Regions from separate parts of the Ovis aries genome. Here region 2 is linked to region 1. Evidence: chromatin contacts called from public Hi-C data. All regions are on one chromosome and are shown on one strand. Each heading gives the region's core, a stretch centred on a gene start, on an enhancer-like site or on the middle of the called end of the contact. The rest is flanking DNA. Distances are from core to core; before and after follow the strand shown. Region 1 holds the start of TIMP2 (TIMP metallopeptidase inhibitor 2). Region 2 overlaps TIMP2 (TIMP metallopeptidase inhibitor 2).

Region 1 (3,424 bases), core at 578-3,077:
CCTTTGCTGTCCTTAATCCAAATCTAAAGCAGAAAACAGCCCCAGCGCTGCCTCAGCTGATGCTGGGCAAGGATGGGAGTCGCTGGCTGGACATCCTCTCTGTGCAGCCGAGGAGTGTGAGATGGTCCCAAGCCCAAGCCCTTCCTGCTCCTAGAATCTTCTAATTCATGGATTCTTTCCGGCCCTGGGCCTGATCCTGCCCCAGAAACACAGCTTCTCTTTCTGCAAGGGGCCTGGACAGGTCTGGACTCCCAGGGGACACCCCTTGGAGGGCCGATCCTGGCTCCCACACTGGGACGAGCCTCTCCTCCCCATGCCAATCTTCCTGAGCAGCGAAGCCAAGTTGGAGAGCTTCCCGCGGTCGGGGTGCTGTAGGGAGCCACTCTGGGAGCGCACGCTGGGTCCCAAGTGCAGGTTGGCCTGAGCTATGTGACTCACACAGGTAGGATCACCTGAAGACTTCCTGGAGCTGGCGGTGGTGGCAGCTCCAAGGGCCAATTGGGCTGTGGCCAGAAGTCGTGGGGAGATCAGAACGGTATGGTTCAGAACGGGAGAAACCCAGAGATCCCAGCTTTGAGCCTGCATAGGTGAGGGCAGCCCAGCCTCCCTACCCCTGGCAACAGGCTGCGGGGCTGGCTGAGACTTAGAAGCAGAAAATAAACCTGTGCGGAAGTGAGAGGGAGCCACAGAGACCCACCTGCTGTACATCTGTCGTCTTGGTGAAACCTGTCCCAGGAAAACCAGGGCAGTGGAGGCCTGCAAGTGAGAACTAGATGGAAACCTCCAAGGTCAGCTGGTTCTCCCCATTCTGCGGTGCTCTCTCCCCACTCTGCCTCCTGCCCCTATGTGGCTCAGAATAACTGGGCTCTCTTTTCCTTGCCAGCTCCTGTATTTGGGGGACAAGGAATCTGGAGGGGAAAGGATATGTGCTGAGGAGTCTAGGCAGCCAGACAACCCTACCTGCCATTTCCAGTCACCAAAGCTTGTGTGGATGTCCAGAAAAAGCGGTCCCCACTCAAGGACCGTCCTGCCTGTCCCTGCAGAGCTGTGCCTCCTGGGCAGAGCCGGGGAGGAGCTGGCCCTGGGGCTCGGCCCATCTTTCAGATTGCCCCACTGAGCCCGTGGGGAACCTGCCCAAGGGAGGGACGCTTCCATCCAGCCCCAGCCGGATCTGGTGAACCCCACATGGGGCTGCTGGCAGAGGCCCAGGCGGAGTAGCTCTTCCCCACCCAGCTCCAAGCCCAGAGGAGCCCAAGTCCCATCTCATCTGTGAAAGTTTCTTCCTGGGGTCCCCCGTCCTTCAACCCACCGAGGTCAAGAGGGCCCCTACTCCCGCGCTGTGGCCCCCACTCTCCCCGCCCCCCCTCGCTGGCATCCCGGGGCCCTCCGCCTGCCAAAATCCAATCCGCTCCCTGGCTCCCTTTCTGGGGCTGGAAATGCAGCGGAATTTCGGTGGAATTTTGAGGTTGAGAAGCATCTCGGCAGAGAGGAAAAGAAAGGGAGAGAAGGAATGGGGAAAAAGAAAGTACGATTTTGGTGTCAACTTGCAGGATTCTAGAAAGCACCAAGGCCCCCGGGAGGCGGGCGCTGGGTCCCTCTGCAGGATGCGGACGGGCGGGGCGCTGGCGAAACCTCGAGGTCCCGCGCACCCCGCGGGGGCGGTGGGCGCCCGGCCGGGGCGGGGTCGCCGTCCTTACCTATGTCTGCATTGCAAAACGCCTGTTGCGGGTGCACCGGGGAGCAGCTGCAGGCGTCGGCCCGGGGGAGCAACGTCCCCAGCAGCAGGAGGCAGAACGCGAGCGGCAGGCTGCGGGCCGCGGCGCCCATGGCGGGCGGAGGGGCGGGGGTCGCGGACTCGGGCTAGCCGCCGCCGCCTGGGCTCGGGGCGCTCCCCTCTCGCCGGCCGGGGCCCCGCTGGTCTGGACGGCACTCCGCGGGCGCGCTCTCCTCTCCGGCCCTCACTCGCCGCACAAACTTTCTTGGCTCTAGGTTGCGGGGTGCAGCGAAGGGGGCGCGGGGCGCGGCTGACGGCGCGGAGGCGAGAGCTGGCTGGGGGGCGGCGAGCGAGCGAGCGCGCGCGCCGCGGACCTGGTCCCGGGTGCTCCACTGCCTTCTATGGTTGTGTGCGCTGCGGGTGCGGGCCGAGCCGGCCTTTTATTGCGCTTCGAGGCGGTTTGGCTCCGCCCCCCGGTGGCGGGCGGCCAATGCCGGCTCCGGGAGCTCTCGGCCGCCTCCCTCCCCGCGCGCCTCCCGCGCCTCCCGGCCCTCCCCCAAGTCCGGCTTTTGTTGTGCCCAGCCTGGCACGGCCCGGGCCCCCAGCTGCGCACCTGGCTTCCCACCGCTCGGAGCCGCACCCCCGCAGCCTCCCAGATCGCCAGAGGTTGGTGGGGGGAGGACACTGCAGGCAGACAGCGCCCAGTGGACCCTGACTCAGCACTTGGGACTCGCAGTCCACCTCTCCAGGGCACCAGGCGACCCACCCATCACCGCTTCCCCTCCAGCTTGGCGCGGGAGCCGTACGCTGCCTGATTCCCTTCCACCCCTGGGATCCCTGAGATCCTAGCCAGGGATTGAGGGAAAGGATGTGCCACTTTGGAGCACGGATCGAATCGTTCTCTGCCGCCCCTCTCCCTGCACCCTGCTGGGTGGACTCCTGAAACTTACTGAGAACACCTTTTTCAATTAGAGGCCTTAGAATTTTAAGTGCGCTTGGCCAGTAGAGTTAGGGGGCGCGGGGTGGTGGTGGGCGGAGGGGGGCGGGGAGCGGGGAGAAGTGGGTTCTATGAACAGCACAGGATTTCATATAAACCGGCTGTCATTTTGACCAGCCGGCAAGAGTGAGGAGCCAGCCCAGAAGAAAAAAGGGTTGGTGAAGGTGTTTTCTGGGCTCTCCTTCCTTAGCCCACAAATGTGGAAGCTGAAATACTTTATCCAAAACAGTTCTGTGTTCCAGGAAAGGCAGAGGGTCTTAGAGGCATGGATGGCGTGGAAAATGTGACACCCCCTCCATCTCTGTCTCTGAGCCCCCTCTGTGGTGGGCACTGTTACACGTAGGGCCTCATTCTTGCCATCTAGCCCAGGAGTTGTAAACTGAGAAAATGACACAAACAATCATTGTCCCCTCCACTATGTAATGCTGACTTGGGATATGAAACGGGAAAATACTGAAAGAAATTTTAAAAATGGCTGCCTTCTGTTTATGCATGGTTTTGAACCAGTAAATGGGCACCCCCAGAGTAAATTGATTGGTGATTCGTTCCCTGCGGACTGAAAACCAAGAGGAGAATAGCAGGATAATTAAGAGAGGAGGCTGGGCTCTGCCCAGTCATTCTCATTCTGGAGGTCAGGAGATCTCCCAACCACACAGGCACAGAAAGGCTTGTTGGAGGTCAAAGGGGAGTGATGCTAACCTAATGCCAGGCTA
Region 2 (3,424 bases), core at 354-2,853, 47 kb before region 1:
TAAAACAAAGATGTATCTGGGTGACCTTAAGCTTCAAAAACAGCCGTAATTTTTTCTAGACCTCATGCTGAAGCTGATGCTCCAATACTTTGGCCACCTGATGCGAACAGCTGACTCACTGGGAAGACCCTGATGTTGGGAAAAACTGAAGGCAGAAGAAGAGGAAGGCGACAGGGGATGAGATGGTTGCACGGCATCACCAATCCAACAAACACGAACTTGGGCACACTCCAGGAGACGGTGAGGGACAGGGAGGCCCGGCGTCTGTGGAGTTGCAAAGAGTTGAACGCAACTTGACAACCCAACACACACACAGAGCCATTTTCTAAAGAGTACAGAATAGACAGGGGGCTAAATGGACAATGGCAAGTAACTCTTTCCTACATCGTGGTTTCTTCTGGCATGGACCTTGCCCGGCCTGGTCATTCAGTAGAGGCAGGCTGAGTACTCATTCCAGTCGCTCCCTCCAAACTTACGTAGCAACTTCCCCTGAATCATGTGACTGGCATCAGCCTCCCACATCACATTGTTCTCTGCCTCTCTTGCATAGCGTGTTCTCGAATCAAGTCACAAGCACAAAGGGTAATGGTTGTGTCTTAATCCTTTTTTTATCCATAGTTCCTTGCACATGATAATGGCTCAGTAAAAGTTTACTGATGATGACATGGTTATTTGTTCTAACAATGTGTTCCAATATCTTTTTTTTTTTTTTTTTGCTGTCTTCCTTTTTAAACCTTTTCACCACCAATTCAAGCTTCCACAGAGAGTGGGGCAAAGGCAGGGCATGGAGATGAAATGCAAATTTTTTCTTTTTAAAAAATTTTGATTTCCTTATTTTGGGCTGTGCTGGATCTTTGTTGCTGTGTGCGGGTTTTCTCTAGTTGCAGCGAGCAGGGACTACTCTCTAGCTGCAGAGAGGGCATGGGCTTCTCATTGCAGTGCTTTCTTCTGTTGCAGAGCACGGGCTTCAAAAGTTGCAGCACGAAGGCTTAGTAGTTGCGGCACACGGGCTTAGCTGCTCTGCAGCATATGGGATCTTCCCGGACCAGGGATAGAACCCATGTCCTCTGCATTGCCAGGCAGATGCTTGACCACCGGACCACCAGGGAAGTCTAAAATTGTGTATTTTCAATGGCCCCAGTTCCCAGTTCCCATGAGCTTTAAATGTCATGTGTAAATGGTGTAGCATCTCAGAATGTTAAGAAGAGACGCCTTTCAGTAGAGATAATTAAGACTTGATTTGGTACGTGAGCATCTGTCTGCCTTGGAAAAAAGCAAAGCCTTTCTTGGACACAGAAAAACAGGAATTAATTAAAATTTGTAACTGAGGGCTGTATGTTTACTTTTCTTTCCGGAGATGAGGACTGGAGAAGAAAATGACAGGGCCGAATCTATAACAGTCCCTGAATACAAGCGTCTCGCGGTGCCAACTCGACATGTGAAGCTGAGTCATCAGCCCAGGAGGAGGTGGGCTGCCCCAGGCTGTGTGGTCACTCGTGGGGCCGCAGCCAGCGCTGGCTGAGTGATTTTCTGTGCCCCGTGATTCTTGGTTAGCCCGTTGTGACTCCAGGAAAACAAGATCTAGATTCTGTGCTTCAGAAAGTAAACACCAGATTGAATCCAGAGCCGCCTCACCGAGCCAGGGAACGAAGCCGGCTTAGAGAGGTTCCTCTGTAATGGGGTGAGTCAGCAGCCAGTGGAAGGGCCTTTTATTAATCTTACGCTCCACGGCCAGTCAGGAAACTAAAATGTGCCCCACGTTGCTTGCTTCCAATGTGAAATGTGTGGTAGCTTAAGACGATAGCTTCTCAGGTGGCACAGGGGTAAAGGATCCCCTTGCTAATACAGGAGACACAGGAGTTGCAGATTTGATCCCTGGGTCGGGAGATCCCTTGGAGAAAGGAATGGCAACCCGCTCCAGTATTCTTGCCTGGAAAATTCCATAGGCAGAGAAGCCTGGCGGACTGCAGCCCACGGGGTCGCAAACAGCAGGACACGACTGAGCATGCTGGCACTAAGGTGACAGGCACACAGTTATCAACTGAGTGCATCTTCAGACATTTTTAGTTTTCCTTAGAAGTGAAGCTACAATTTGGATGCTTTCTGAAGTTTCTGAAATGTATGAGGCCGTTACTCGGGCAATTGTTTTCTCATTCAGCCTGGGGACAGCTGAAGGGGCTGGGGTGTGGGATCAGTTTCACAGGTCACGTACATATTACATGTTAAATAGCCTTTGATGGCAGACATGAACAGCTGAGCTGACACGTGAGTGAAAAGAAATGTTATCAGAGAGTGACTGAAATTATGGGGCTTTCTGCGTTTGACTCACCATGTTCCCTTTGGACATGAAGCCTCTCCCTTTCAGAAAAGGGTCTAAGCACAATGGATGTTCCTATCACATCTCCCAGGAGAAAGAAAAGCAACTACCAGGAAAACAATCATCGCACCGCCCTCCACGCCTGTCCTGGATCCACCTTCTTAGCAGCCCCGTGGTTTCCTCGCACTCCTGTGATAAGCAGGGCAGGATGGGACCCAAGCCCCACGCTCCAGAGAGACCTCGCCAGGGCTCCTGACTGTTGGACATAAGCCCTCTCCCCATCCTGCCCTGGGATCCAGCCAAAGGGCCCTGCGGTCTGGACCACCCATCTCGTGGAATAAAAGAGCAGTGTCACTCTCCTCAGGATCTCTGAGCAAAAGGCAGGTCTGACTGCCTGGGAAGGGCCCCAGAAGATGAAAATCATGCCCAGAGGCCACTGTGCAAGGGGGGTGACTGACCTCGGCTGCTATGGCTAGGCCCTCCTGAGTGTGTGCAGACTGGCTCTTTGGCACCTCTAGAACAAAAGGTCTGCCTTTGACCCAGAGCACGGTAGGTTCTCAGCCCTGGCTGTGCACTGGACTCCCCTGGGGAGCTTTACCAATGCTCTGGGGATGGGAGCCACCCCTACAGATGGTGCTTGAATTGGTCTGGGGAGCTGCCTGGGCATCAGGAATTTTGCAAACTCCCTGTGGAATTCCAAGGAGCAGTGGAGGCGGAGGACCGCTGGGTTAGGCGTCAGGGCAACGAGACTTCTAAACCTGGACCAGTAATGGCGGAAGCCAAGTGTAATAGACCCAAGAGCCGGGCTGTTGTTGTGTGGTTGCTCAGCTGTATAAGACTCTTTTGCAGCCCCATGGACTGTAGCCCAACAGCCTCCTCTGTCCGTGGGGTTTCCTAGGCAAGAATACTGGAGTGGGTTGCCATGCCCTTCTCCAGGGGATCTTCCTGACCCAGGAATCTAACACTGCATTGGAAGACAGATTCTGTACCACTGAGCCACCAAGGGTTATGCTGAAAGTGAAAGTTGCTCAGTCGTGTCTGACTCTTTGCAACCCCCTGGACTTCTCCAGGCCAAAATACAGGAGCAGGTAGCCTTTCCCTTCTCCA

The links. Hi-C and Micro-C count contacts between places; a contact is called where the count stands out from the background.
Region 2: a contact with region 1 is called in a Hi-C map of hypothalamus, with 2.3 times the contacts expected there. The contact joins the enhancer-like site here to the promoter of TIMP2 in region 1. A contact is called at or near these places in 6 of 16 Hi-C or Micro-C datasets (blood, hypothalamus, skin fibroblasts and 1 more).

Annotation. Positions count from the first base shown.
Region 1 is chr11:52,798,700-52,802,123 of ARS-UI_Ramb_v3.0, reverse strand. TIMP2 (TIMP metallopeptidase inhibitor 2) reads right to left here and starts at 1,827. Exons shown (of 5, transcript NM_001166186.1): 1 at 1,698-1,827. The coding sequence starts at 1,827. CEP295NL (CEP295 N-terminal like) reads right to left here and starts at 1,891. Exons shown (of 5, transcript XM_060395829.1): 1 at 1,698-1,891; 2 at 1-756.
Region 2 is chr11:52,844,995-52,848,418 of ARS-UI_Ramb_v3.0, reverse strand. The region is part of intron 3 of TIMP2 (TIMP metallopeptidase inhibitor 2); the gene reads right to left. Among named protein-coding and RNA genes, the nearest start is that of USP36, 15 kb to the left of the region's middle. Within about 2 kb of position 1,603, at least 18 of the 54 cell types and tissues checked have an H3K27ac peak or open chromatin away from gene starts, as enhancers often do. A contact at or near this core is called in hypothalamus and tail adipose tissue, where this site is marked.